Linked DNA regions of Sus scrofa: region 2 is linked to region 1. The links are chromatin contacts, called in public promoter capture Hi-C maps. All regions are on one chromosome and are shown on one strand. Each heading gives the region's core, a stretch centred on a gene start, on an enhancer-like site or on the middle of the called end of the contact. The rest is flanking DNA. Distances are from core to core; before and after follow the strand shown. Region 1 holds the start of DERL1 (derlin 1). Region 2 holds the start of ZHX2 (zinc fingers and homeoboxes protein 2).

Region 1 (6,838 bases), core at 1,330-3,829:
GGTTAGTGCTCTCACCCCAGCTATCGCTCTGTCTTCATCTACCAATCCTCATCCTGACAGCCGTCTAATTCTTGCTTCTAAGACTTTCACTTTCTAGTCCTTCTTCTTGGAAGATTGGCCCCAGAGCCAGGTCTACCCGAAGCTCATCATTCAGGTTTCAGTTCACATAGCTTCTCTGAGGCCTTTCTGGAACACTCTATCAAAGTCGCTCTCCGTCACATGCCTCTCTCTTGTTTTCTTCATAGGAGCTGGGACTTTTCCTGTGCTATTCACTCCTGTACCCCCAGTGCCCAGCACTGGCAAGTACTCAATTATTTCCAGGCATTCAACCAATATATAAGCACCTGCTACATGCCAAACACTATTCTAGGTAACAAAGACAGTGATAAACAAGACAAGTGGCTCTCATGGAGCTTTATTCTCTGAAGTGAGCTAACATCAAGCAGTGCTATGTAGCAAGAAAAATTAAGGGAGGCAGAGTGAAGAAGGGGTACATTTTCATGGAGGGCAATCAGATAAGGCCGTGCCAACAAGGTGGCAGTTGGGGTGACTTAAAGGAGGTAAGGCTTGTAAACCACAGCTGTCTTCCTCAAGCTGGAAAACAACATGTGCAAAGGCCCTGAGGAGGGATGGAGTGAGGTGCTGAAGAAACATCAAGGATTCCACTGTGGAGCCTAATATATACAAGATGGAGAACAGTAGGAGATGAGGTCCGAGAAGCAGCAGGGGGCCTTGCAGGCCACTGAAAAGACTTGGGCTTCACTGGCTGAGTTGAGAAAACATTAAAAGGTTCTGGACAGGAAGTTCCCGTGGGGCAGAGCAGATTGTTAAGGATCTGGCACTGCCGCAGCTGTGGCACAGGTTCAATCCCTGGCCTGGGAACTTCCAGATGGCTAAGGTGCAGCCAAAAAAAAAAGAGCCTCTGGGCAGAGGACTGACAGAACATGATTTATGTTCTAAGAGGATCACTCTAGCTCTGTAGAGAAAAGACTGAAAGGAACAGGGCTGGTATGACAATGGCTTGCATTGGAGAACAAAAAAGGACTGTATTCTGAATATTTACTTGAAGTAAATCTGCTAAGAGACTGTGGGATGTTTGAGACGTCAAGGATGACTCCATGACTATTAGCTTAAGCTCCTGCAATGCTGAAGTTGCTATTTACTTCAGCGAAAAGGGCATTGTTTTACACTCATGAAGTTTGATTTGTCTATTAGTCATCTCAGTGGTAATTTCAAGTCTACAGCTGGATGTACAAGTTTGGAAGTGAGACAGCTCTGGACAAAGAGGTGTATTTGTATTTGAGAATCTTCAGTTTATAGAAATTATTTAAAGCCATTAAGCTAAATGAGATCACCTACAGCTAGGGAGACTCTGAAGAGTCCTGGGGCACATCACAACATTTAAAGGTCAGGAAGGTAAGGAACCAGCAAGGGAGACTAAGAAATGGCCAGTGACGACTGCAAAGACAAAAGAGTGTTAAACAAAGTCCAAAGGATGTGTTGAAATTAATTTCTGATCTTGGTATCTGACCTGCCTCCAGGTCAGGTCTGATGAAAGATTTAAATCACAGAATCCAGTGAATAAAGATAACCTCCAGAAAACTAATATTCTCTTGTCAGGAATGTTACTCTGGGCTGTTTCCTTCATGCTTAAGAAAAAACCAAGACAAAAACAAACAGGGCCTTCCATTTCTGGAGCAATTTACTCTTTACTCAGTCCTTTATAAATTCAACTACTACCTGCCAGAGCCAAGGAGACACACAAATAAACAAACTCACTCTTCGCACCTCTGTCTTCAAATCACTCCTGCCAGGGAAGAAACGCCATCAACATACAAAAGACTCAGCTGGCTGTTGGGCAAGCCGTGGTCCACATGCCATCCACGTGGGTGGCAGAGGGAGCTCAGAGGGCCATACTCCAGGTGGCCCCAGGCTGCTAATCACTGGCCTCCGACAGACTGACAAGTATTAGACTTACCTTCCCCACTGCCGCCTTCTCTGGGTACAGAGGGCGGGGAGCACAGACTTAACAGCATGGCGAAATCGGTCCCCTTCCATTGGGCCAAACCGAGGACTCTCCACGCCTCCAGCTATCCAGGCCCAGGCTCAGACTCCTTTGCCTCCACCTTATCCCTGGGCCACAGGACCCCGCCCTAAACCCCTGGAGCCGCCGCACTACAAATCCCACCAGACACCGCGCGTCCGCAACCGGCGGGTCTACGCTCCGCCGCTGCGGGGCCACCTGGGGCCTGTAGTTTCCACTTCCCCCATCGCCGGTCAATACCTGGAAGCGATAAAGGAAGGCTTCAGGCCAGAGGAAGAAATAGGCCGGGCTGATGAGACCGAGTTTGCCGACTAAGGGCACTGCAACGGTGGCGGCGAACCAATAGCGCGTGATAGCCGGGATACTCCTGAACCAGTCCCCGATGTCCGACATCTTCGCCTCGTCGTGGCCGGGATGTGCACAGCCGTCCGACTCCCGGTCCCGGCCCCCTCCGACGCGGCCTCCTGGGTGAGTGGAAGGTGTCGAGGCGGAGCCGCCCCAGCCCCGGTGCAGAAGGCGGAGACCCGCGGACGTGGCGCCACCGAATTCGGACGAGCGAGGGAGCGTTCGGCGGCGAACTTCCCCTTCCGGAGGCCGCAGACGACGTTAACCAGAAGTCCCGCCGCTTAAAGAGCTAGCAGGTTTTTACCACTGGAAGGAAGTTCGGAGCTTGGGGGCGGGGCCAGGCGGGGCGACAACACGACTGGTGGAAAACAGTGGTTGCCGGGAGCAACGACAAATACTCCAGCCAATGGCGAGGCTGAATGCCTTCTACCGGGTTCCTGCCTGATTTATAATCCAGGTGGGTACATTTTGTAGGGTAGTCAAAGGGAAAGGAGGAGGCAAAGTACAATGTAGTTCCTCTTTGTTCATTCGTTACGCAAATGTTTATTGAGAGCTTACCAAGTGCGACATAGGGTTCTAGACACCAGAGGTGCTGCAACTAGCAGAGTCGTTGTGGTACCTTCTCTCCTGGAGCTTACATACTAACAAAAATAACAGTGAATGAACAAATAATTGAACAATTTAAAGAGATAAGGAGAAAAAGGCAAATAAATTAGGAAGATGGGGATAGAGTGACTGCGTGGGAGTGGGGAAGTGTGGGGAGAGAAATCTGCTTTAGATGGGATTGGTCAGAGAGAACTCGGAGAAAGTGACCTTTGAGCACGCACACCCCAGCCCCCTGCAAAGATATGGGGAGTTTTCCATTCAGAGGAAACAGCCGCTCTGTGCACCAAAAAAAAAAAAAAAAAAAAAAAAAAAATGTTGACGGCCATTTCAGTAAACAAAGAATGCTGCCTTCCATTCCAGTAAAGTGAATGTTGCCTGCCGTCAAGTCATCAGCCACTGCAGCCACCATTCCAGTAAAGTGAATGTTGCCTGCCGTCAAGTCATCAGCCACTGCAGCCACCCGGATGGTGCACCCTAGAGGGATTCAGGAAGGAGAAAAAGAGGATACTGGCCCAGTTAAGATGCATATCTAAGTAATAATTTCAATGAGCCAGAATCTTGCATCTTCCCTTACACAAAAAAGCGCTAAAATCATTTAGATGTCTGATTTTTGTGATTAGCTGTAATATTTTGACACGTGACTACATGGTTTGTTTGTATTCAGCCAAAAATCCTATATATTCTGACTCCTCCCTTACCTCTTCAGAGCAGGTCCTCTGAGCTACCCGAGAGGCTGGGTCTGGGGCTATAGTCCTCAGTAAATTCCTTGAATAAAACTTAACTTGCGACTTAGATTGTGTGTTTTTCTTCAGTCAGCAATTCCAACTGGCTTGGAATTTTGGAGGAACTGAAAGCAGAAATGATCATGACTATTAATCTGGTTTATTGGGTAGGACTTAAGTTACAGATAGATGAAAATCCACCTTGTTTTTACCTTCTTTTTTAATATATTATTTTCCATTATGATCTATCCCAAGAGATTGCCTATATTTCCCTGTGCTATACAGTAGGACCTCATTGCTTATCCATTCTAAATGTAATAGTTTGCATCTACTAACCCCAAACTCCTAGATCTTCCCACCCCCTCCCTTCTCCTTCTTGGCAACTGCAAGTCTCTTCTCTATGTCTGTGAGTCTGTTGCTGTTTTGTAGATAGGTTCACTTGTGCCCTATATTAGATCCTACATATAAGTGATATTGTATGGTATTTGCCTTTCTCTTTCTGACTTACTTCATTTAGTATGATAACCTCTAGGTCCATCCACATTGCTGCAAATGGCATTATTCCATTCTTTTTTATGGCTGAGTAGTATTCCATTGTGTATATGTACCAGATCTTCTTAATCCATTCATCTGTTGATGGCCATTTAGGATGCTTCCATGTCTTAGCTACTGCCAGTAGTGCTGCAATGAACATAGGGATGCATATATCTTTTTGAATTATAGTTTTGTCAAGACATATGCCCAGGAATGGGATTGCTGGATCATACAGGAATCTATTTTTAGTTTTCTGAAGAACCTCCGCATTGTTTTCCATAGTGATTGTACCTCCATCTTGTTTTTAAAAGAAATTATCGAAGGGTATGGAGTAGGACTTTTCCTGTTTTTTTCAGAAGTAGGACTGTTGGGCTGCACCCTGCAGGTCTGCAAGCCCTGTTCTTGCCCAGCTCCAAGGCTGAAGAAAGCCCAGCGACAGCAATGGTTTAATGGGTGGGGGATCGCACATGTCTGACCCAAGGTCCTGGAGTGACACCCCACCATGTGTGGCAGACAGCAGGCAGGATATGGCAGCAGTCTTTGCTACCTGGAGGAGGGGGGTGTTACCAGTTAGGGGGAATTTATGTCAAGTTGACTCATCACTTACCAGAGAAACTACCAGATGGGCACGCCCCTCACCACCTGTTTGATAAGCTATTCTGGTGGAGATGTTCTGATCTAAAGATGAGAACTGTCACTAGCCGGGGCAGGGGCAAGTATGTAGGAAGGTGAATCAGTTCAAGCAGAGGACGTATAGAGAGCAAGAGAACAGTCATCTTGAGTGGCCCGACCATGCAAGAACCTACAGTTAAAAATTGCTGAGGCCATTCAATAGTGACCCCTAGGAACACATCTAAGGTCCACAGGGTGAGGTTTATTAACTTACTGAGAGGCAAACTGCCCTCCAGAGGAACCTGAACCATCTCACCAAACAAAAGAGAATAGGGACATGATTGAATTATAAAGAAGGGTTGAGTGTTGCTAATATTTCAGTAAAGCTGTGTTTTGATATGCTCAAAGCAGAGCAGGGCTGTGTGTAAGTATTAATATCATGCTTCATCCTAAGCTGAATAGCAAACCCAGGGTTCTCTTTCTTTGGAAATCTCAAAATTAAGATAAATATGGAATGTTGGGCTGAAAACTTATCTAAAGCTTTGTACCTGGATTTAATATCCTGTGTCAAAATGACCCTTATGCCTCAAGTCCTTCAGCAAGAATGGGATGTTTCATCCACAATGATATAATTTCAAACAGCAAAGTTTCTGCCAATCTATTGTTTTAGAGAACATTTCTCAGCACCTTGTCCTTGATGTTAATTAACAAAAGCAGGAGTTCCCGTCGTGGCTCAGTGGTTAACAAATCCGACTAGGAACCATGAGGTTGCAGGTTCGATCCCTGGCCTTGCTCAGCAGGTTAAGGATCCAGCTTTGCTGTGAGCTGTGGTGTAGGTCGAAGACGTGGCTCGGATCCCACGTTGCTGTGGCTCTGGCGTAGGCCGATGGCTACGGCTCTGATTAGACCCCCTGGCCTGGGAACCTCCATATGCCGTGGGCGCGGCCATAGAAAAGGCAAAAATAAATAAATAAATAAATAACAAAAGCAGTTTCTATAGAATAGAAGGACACTATTCTATAGTCTAATAAGAATACATAATATTTAGGGACCAAATAGATTTCAAGCATAATAAATACATGAAGAAGAAAAGATCCTTGCCCCTCAATGGTTATCGCAGCCCTACTTACAAGAGCCAAGACATGGAAACAACCTAAATGTCCATCAACAGAGAATTGGATAAAGAAGATGTGGTACATATACACAATGGAATATTATTCGGCCATAAAAGAAGAATAAAAGAATGCCATTTACAGAACATGGATGGACCTAGAGATTGCCATAGTAAGTGAAGTCAGAGAAAGACAAATATCATATGAGATGACTAATATGTAGAATCTAATAAAAATGATACAAAAAAACTTATTCTTACAACAGAAACAGAAACAAAAAAACTTATTCTTACAACAGAAACAGACTCAAAGATTTTGAAACCAAACTTATGGTTACCAAAGGGGAAATGTTGGGGGGAGAGAGAAATTAGGAGGTTGGGGTTAACATATGCACACTAATGTATACAAAATGTATAAGTAACAAGGACCTACTGTATAGCACGGGGAAATCTAGTCAATACTGAGTAATAACCTATATGGGAAAAGAATCTGAAAAAGAATGGATATGTGTATGTTTATAACAGATTCATTTTGCTATACACCTGAAACTAGTACAGTGTTCTAAGTCAACTATATTCCAAAAATTTATATATATATATATATATATATATATATATATGAAATAAATAAACTCACTTATACAAAGTTAGTGGAAATGTAAATTGGTTTTTCTGGAGGCCTTATTACACAGGCAAAATTGAGTAGAACATCGGCCACCATGACTGAACTCAACTCCCAGTCTCTGCCCTCCTTGGATCCAACATCCTGTGTCAAAATGACCCTTATGCCTCAAGTCCTTGGAATAAGGAAGTGGTACCTCAAGATCCAACCATCTAATCACAGGGTTGGCTCCTCTGCTACCA
Region 2 (6,859 bases), core at 1,374-3,873, 240 kb before region 1:
TGGGAGTTCCCTTCATGGCGCAGCGGAAACTAATCCAACTAGGAACCATGAGGTAGCAGGTTCGATCCCTGGCCTTGCTCAGTGGGTTAAGGATCCAGCATTGCCATGAGCTGTGGTGTAGGTCGCAGATGCGGCTTGGATCTGGTGTTGCTGTGGCTGTGGTATAGGTCAGCAGAAACAGACCCTAGTCTGGGAACCTCCAAATGCCGTGGGTGCGGCCCTAAAAAGACAAAAAGAAAATAGAGAGAGAAAAAAAAAAAAAAAAAAAAAAGAACTCCGGCTCTGGTCTCTAAAGAACCCAGTTAAAGTCCTTGCTTTCTCTGCCTGGGCTTCCTCATTTGTGAAATATGCATAATAATAGAACTTATCCTAACAGTGATTCTCCAGCTGTTATACAGGGATCCTAACAGTCCCCAAGACCCTTCCTGGGGTCCTCAAGGTCAAATCTACTTTGGTAATAGGGCTAAAACAGTACCTGCCCTTTTCATTCGTATTCTTTCTCAAGTATACAGTAGATTTCCAAAGCCTACATGACATGTCATGTGTTATTGCTCTGATGGCTAATGGAAAGTGTGTTTGTAAATTCCCATGCTTTGGGGTTTTTTTCAGTTGAATTTCTAATAAATATCAAGATGTATATAACTTACATAAACAAAAGCTCTTTGGGGTCCTTAATAATTTGAAGGGTCTAAAGGGGGCCTGAGACAAAACATTCCGAGAATCAATGCCTGTTAGGGTTGTTGTAAAGATTAAGAACTGTACACCTGAAACTAAAACAATATCGTACATCAGCTATACTTCAGTTTGAAAAAAGATTAACCAGCAATTGGCAAAGGCACACAAAGCACTCAATAAGCACTACTCCTATAATTATTGATTCCAGAGCTCCTGAATCACATCAGGTAAGTGTCTGCCTCCTCCACCTACACGTGAAGCAAACTGAAATCGTAGCTCTTAATGCAAAAGTCACCCTTGTTTAATCCCCTGCTGTCTGCTTATATAGGGAAGGTCCGGCCCATGCTAAACTCTGAACAATTTAAAGACACTGCAGCACATCAGATGCCCCCACAGTGTCCAAGAGATACAAGTGGCCTGAAGACATGAAAGCTCAATGGACGGTCCAGAGGGTCTACCCGGTGTGGCTCATGCCTGACCCTTCCATCCTATTATCCGCTCGCCCAACCAAAAGAAGACGGTAGTGAGGGGGGGACAGAGGAAACATGGCTTATAGAAATCCCTTCTAAGTGGATGACCAGCAAAAGGAGGTGCAGCCTCAGAACAGATACAACTTTCTTAAGGTTTCAGTAACTTCCATGGAAACAGGGAACTGTAGTTATGGGGGGGGGGCGTAGGGAAGCAGTGGAATGACCTGGAAGAGTCAAGAGTAAGCAATATAAAAATATTATAGTTGGTGGGATTGTTTTCTTTTTCTTTCTCTCTTCATGCACATCCTTGAGGGAAGAGGAAAAAAACTCAGCATCCCTAAATTCTGATATTGACAGCAAGCACATTAGGATGTTAGACAGTAGATATGGAATGAGTTTGAGAAAGATGCGATAGCATCTGGATCATAGTCACCCAGGAAGTTCTTAATAAATCCTTTAAGAACCTGGGCAGTTTGCCTCTCAGATCTGAGAGCATTAGGAAAAGAGACCTCCTTCAAAGCCAGTACCTGGTTTCCTGCACCGTTAACAAACAACCCTGCATCAGCAATAACGGAACAAACAGGTGCAAGCCAGTAGAAAGTTTTGCATATGAGCTATTTTTATTTTTATTGTAAAAATTTCTGGGAACCCAAAGAACAGGTTCTGGTGGAGAAATTGGAGCCCTAAAGGGAGACCCTGAGAAAGCCTTTCAGCTGCTTTCTTCTCCTCAGCCTCAGAAACGAAAATGCCAAAAGGTCAACCAATGCGTTGACCACGCAGTCAGCCCGGGAGCCAGCCATTTTCACCCCGTCTCCGTCCTCGCCTCCAGCCACTCCGCCGCACACGGCCACCTGTTGCTGTCCTAGCGCCCAGAGCCGAGTCGCAAGCCGCCGCTAGAGTTCGTTCTAATTCCCCCCAAGCTAAGGCTGGCCGGGAAGCCCCGACGCTCCGCGCCTGCTAATCCTCAGCGCGGGCGGGGACTCCGCGGAGCCTCCCAGCCCCAGGCTCCCTTTGTCTTCTTGCTGCTCTCAAAATGTCAAAAGTAGACCCCAGACAGCATCCCCTTGGCCCCCGCTCGCCCAGTGCGCGCTCGCACTCAGCACACACTTGGGAGATGCTGACGCGTCGAGATGCCCACCGAGGAGAAACTGGTCCACCTGGCAGGGACAGGCGGCGCAGACAGGTTCTGTGAAATGCCAAAGCGTCCCCTGAATCCCAAATCCCTTGGAGCCCTTAGCTGAACACTGCAGCTGAAGCGCCGCGCCCAAAACGCGAGTTCACGGTTCCCGAGGCCGCGGGCGGAGGGCAGCGAGATTCTGACCTGCCTTTGCTCTAAGCCGCCCGAGGGGATCCAGGGGGCGGCGGCGGTTAGGGATGCCCTCCCGCCGGGAAGGCCAGAGTCCCAGTTTCGAAAGTGACCCGCCTCGCTTCCGAGGGACTTCCCTGCCAGCGCCGCAGGGGTGTGCATTTCTCCGAAGTCTGAGAATCCCAGCGAGCGCTGGCCCGACAAGAGTTTAAGTCAGCTCCCAGGGCGTCTGTTTGTTTATTGGCTCTTAGGAAAAAAAGTTTGAGGATGTTTAACCAACCTCAGACCTGGCGCAAGCGGAAATCTCAGAATCTCTTCAGCAAAAGTCATCTAATTTCGAGTCGTTATATAAGTGGGGGCTCTTCCTTACCCTCCCTACTCCGAGCCCTCTTATTACTACTCCAGGAGTTAAATGTGTCTCGCTTTAAAAAAGAAAAAAAAAATTTTTTTAAGTTGTTATTATTTCCCTGAGTCCTAGGGCGGGAGAAAGCGCAGGCAGCGCCCTGGGCTTGCGGCGGCCCCACCCGCGCGCTGCCGTTTGCTCTGCAGGAGGGACGCGGGGTCCCGGGTGCCGCCCGCTCAGCGAGCAGCCGCGCCCAGCGGTCCCTCCGTCGGCCACTCCACGTGGTTAGGATCAACAGTTTGTCGAGCTCATCAGTGACACCTTGAACTTTTCATAAAGAAAATGGGTATTGCACCAGGAGGGTTTGGCCGCGGCCGCCGCGCCGGGTCGTGCTTAATATTCAATGATCTCGCTCGCGCCTCCCCCTCCTCCCCTCGCAGAAATTCCACCGAGTCCGTTACTGGGCTCAGACTTTTAAGTTAATTTACTGCCCACCCCCCAACCTTGGCTAGTAACCAGCGCCTTTAGGGTTGGCCTCCCCCCCAGCTCTCGCCTGAAAATGACATTTCGCCGGCGTCTCCGGAGGGGGCTGAATTTCACTTTGTAACTTTCTGCGGAACCCGAGCCCGGGTGGCAGCTCGGGTGGTGGTATCGTATGCAAATACGCATGCTGACGTTACAGATCATGTGGGTTTTGGCGTAGATTCCCCACTGATCGAGACATTTTTTTCCCCTTTTTTTTTCCTTCTTTTTTTTTTTTTTCTTTTAAAAATTTTGGCCACTGTTCTCCGTACGGGGGCTTCTTCTGTCTGTCTGTCTGGCAGGCTGGCTTTCCCCCTCTTTCCCACGGAGCCCGAGCCGGGCGCCCGGTGAGGAGTGGGGAGTGGGTGGGGGGAGCCAGCAGAGTTCCATTTTGGAACGCCCGTGCCGCGTCTCCACGTTCCCAGCCCGGGTCCCCGCGTTCCCAGCCCCGGCGCAGGTAAGAAACTTCGCCCCGGCGCGGAGCACCCCCCGCCCGGCGCGGCCGGCCCCGAGCCCCGCACGCCGGGCACCGGCCACTCCAGCCCAACTTTCCCACCGCCGCCGCCGCCGCCGCGGCTCCCGAAAATGTGTTGTTAATGGGACTTGGCCGGGTTTGTGATTGGAAGGGGGGCGCGGAAGGGGGGGTGGGGTGCAGGCTCTTTTTTGCGGGTGGGAGGAAATCAGAGGATCCAGAGGCGGGGGGAGATTTTTTTTTAAAGAGTTTTGATTACAAGTTTGGATAAATGGGAGGCAGACCGAGGAGGAGGAGGAGGAGGAAAAACATGTCTACGTTTCCCTATGTCGACATAAGCCACAAAAAAATATGGCGTCCGCTTTCGACAGGGCGTTACGTAGACCCGACTCTGTTTTTATTTATTTATTTCGTGGCCGGCTCCCTCCCTTCTTGGCCAAACTGCGGCGCTTTGTGCGAACGGGGCCGGTCCCACGGGGACTCCACCGGGACGTGGCCCCGGCTCCGCGGGTTCGGGCAGGCGGGGGGCTGCGTGTGTGTGCTCCCCTCCCTCCCTCCCCCGCTCTCCCCTCTTCTCCCCTCTCCCGGTGACGATTCGCCGTACTGTGGTGGCAGGAAGCATGACGCCGTGGGTTGAGGCTGCCTCTCCTCTCCTGGTGGCTGCAGGCAGCGGGCGCGCGGCGCGGGCGGGGAGCCGAGCTACCTGCCGCGGGCCGAGCCGCAGCGCGGCGCTGTCCCCACGCCCCGCTCAGGTGCCGGGGAACCCGCGTGGCGAGGGCCTGGGGGGCGGGGCGGGGGGAGCCGCGGGGCCCCCGCTGTCCTCCGCCCGCGGCCCGCCTCTGCCCGCCCAAGCCCACGGTCGCCCCCCGGCAGGGCAGCTGGCGCTCTTCGTCTGCCCCACGAGCGGTTCATCTTTGTTGGTGTCTCGGCTGCTTTGTGGCTTCCCCAGGACTTGGGGTCCTCGCCTTTGCAAACTTGCCCCTTTCCCAGCCGCTCTGCAGGAGGCTGCGCAGACGAAGATGAGCGGAAAGTTGGAAACCAGTGAGCATCACGGAACGGTCCGCTTGGCCTCGTCGCTGTGCGGAGCTCGGGAGGCGGCGGCAGAGGAGGAGGAGGAGGAGGAGGGTGGTGTGTTAGGCTGGGGAGAAAACTTGACTGGGAAGCCAAGTCGTGATGTGCTCGGGCTTCCACCTGATGGATCAGCGTCGACGCCAGTGGGGTCTCTGCCTTCAGCTATTTGCGAGATGGCCTTTTGTTTGTCTGGGAGGTGAGGGAGGAGGAAGGTGGGGAAAGAGCCTTCCCTGGACCCCTCCCCTTTGAAAGTGTCGCTGCCCATCTTGGGCTCCAGAGATCACCAAGTCTTTTCAGGCCCTGGAGTTCTGCCCTTTCTGCTCTCTGATGATTGTCTTCTGTTTCCAAGGTAGCAGCTCCCCAAGGCTGAGGCAGGCCCAGTTGGGCAGGATTTGAGGGGCAGGAACCCCTCCACTTGATCTCTTGGGTTGCTCTGACCTCCTGCAGTTACTCTCTGAACACACACACACAGTCAGGCACACACTCTGGCTCCTTTAGGTAGAGCAGAAATTAATGCCTGTTGAAGTGACCGGGGTGAGGTTCTGAGAGCTCTTCAAGATTTCAGTCAAAAGGTGATTTTCTATTTATGAGGGCACTGAGTTAAAGCAGTTCAGTCCCAGGGCAGTAATGTCAAAAAGCATTTGGATGACAACCAAGTGGAATAAATATCTTGTAAAATGGCATGTTTAATAGTAAAAATAGATTCATGGAGCCATCAAGGGCTTGAATGGGACTAACCGAAAGGGTTCCGTTTCAAAGGAAAGTTACATAAGGCTGTATACATGTCTTCTTTTAAGGCCAAAGGAGGGATATCTACAAGTACGATTGAAATGTGTCACTGCCAATGACTGGACCCATGATCTGTGGGAAGAGTGTTGCCTTTGAAAGGTCTGCTCCATGTTGTTCTCGTGTGCATGTGTACCTTCTTGCCAGGTGTGTTAACTAAGGATCCACTTGAAGTTAACAGCCTTTAAGGGGAACATTCAGAGGCCAAGGGTTTTGCGTAAATTGGATATACTAACGGATCCCCGTTTAAAGGGAAAACTCAAAATGACACAAAGGTTTCTTGGCATTCAAGATAAGTCATCTCCCAGTGTAAATACTGTATATCTCAACAGCCAAGAGGCATCCCCACCTTAACATCAGGACCACGTGACTCAGTGGGATGCCGTGCATTAGACAAAAAGACTAATGACAGTGTTGGGTAACTGTTGCTAACACCTACTATTTTAGTACGCCAGGCGCAATGCTGTATATTTTACATGTTTTGTCATTTAATTCTCATCATAACCCTATGAGATAAATACTATTATTATTCCAAGTTTACAGTTGAAGAAACCAAAGCTCGGAGAGGTGAAAAAACTTGCCCAAAGCTGCACAGCAAAAATCAAACTCCGTGGTTGAAGTCAAACCTTACGTCATAGCCTTGAACACGCCAGTATATCAGCTCCCCAGATAGGGGACGTCATAGTTAGCAACATAGAGGGCCAGGTGCAGGCAGAAAAGAAGGAACAGTGCTCACTGTCTAGTAGTCTGACTCATAGGAATTTTCCTGGGTTTCATTCTTTAATTCATTTATTTAGCATTCATGTGCTGATTTATTTGTTCATTTTGCAACTATAATACTCATCATGCTAAGAAAAGCCTACAGTCATTAAGCACTTTTATATGCCAGGGACCATTCCAAGTGCTTAGGATTAAACTGTTTTCATGGCGTTCCCATCGTGGCTCAGTGAGTTAAGGACCCGACGTTGTCCCTTTGAGAATGTGGGTTCGATCCCTGGCCTCACTCCGTGGGTTAGGATCCAGTGTTGACGCAAACTGCAGTGTAGGTCACAAATGCAGCTTGGATCCAGTGTTGCCCTGGCTGTGGAGACAGAGCATCAATCTGACCTCAAGGCAAAGCCGTGCCCCCAGCGCTTTGGAGATGTTAGCGGGACTGAGACCCTTACCCTTACTCTAGGAAGTTGAACGGCCAGCCGGCCAAATCAAGCAGGATT

Evidence for each region. Promoter capture Hi-C pulls out the DNA fragments that hold promoters and counts their contacts.
Region 2: a contact with region 1 is called in a promoter capture Hi-C map of liver, with 2.6 times the contacts expected there. The contact joins the promoter of ZHX2 here to the promoter of DERL1 in region 1. A contact is called at or near these places in 1 of 5 promoter capture datasets (liver), 4 of 47 Hi-C or Micro-C datasets (fetal skeletal muscle, liver and skeletal muscle) and 2 of 2 datasets of contacts at active chromatin or transcription factors (alveolar macrophages and skeletal muscle).

Annotation. Positions count from the first base shown.
Region 1 is chr4:16,306,148-16,312,985 of Sscrofa11.1, reverse strand. It overlaps DERL1 (derlin 1), which reads right to left and starts at 2,579. Exons shown (of 8, transcript NM_001244479.1): 1 at 2,285-2,579. The coding sequence starts at 2,437.
Region 2 is chr4:16,549,623-16,556,481 of Sscrofa11.1, reverse strand. ZHX2 (zinc fingers and homeoboxes protein 2) reads left to right here and starts at 2,623. Exons shown (of 5, transcript XM_021088974.1): 1 at 2,623-3,773.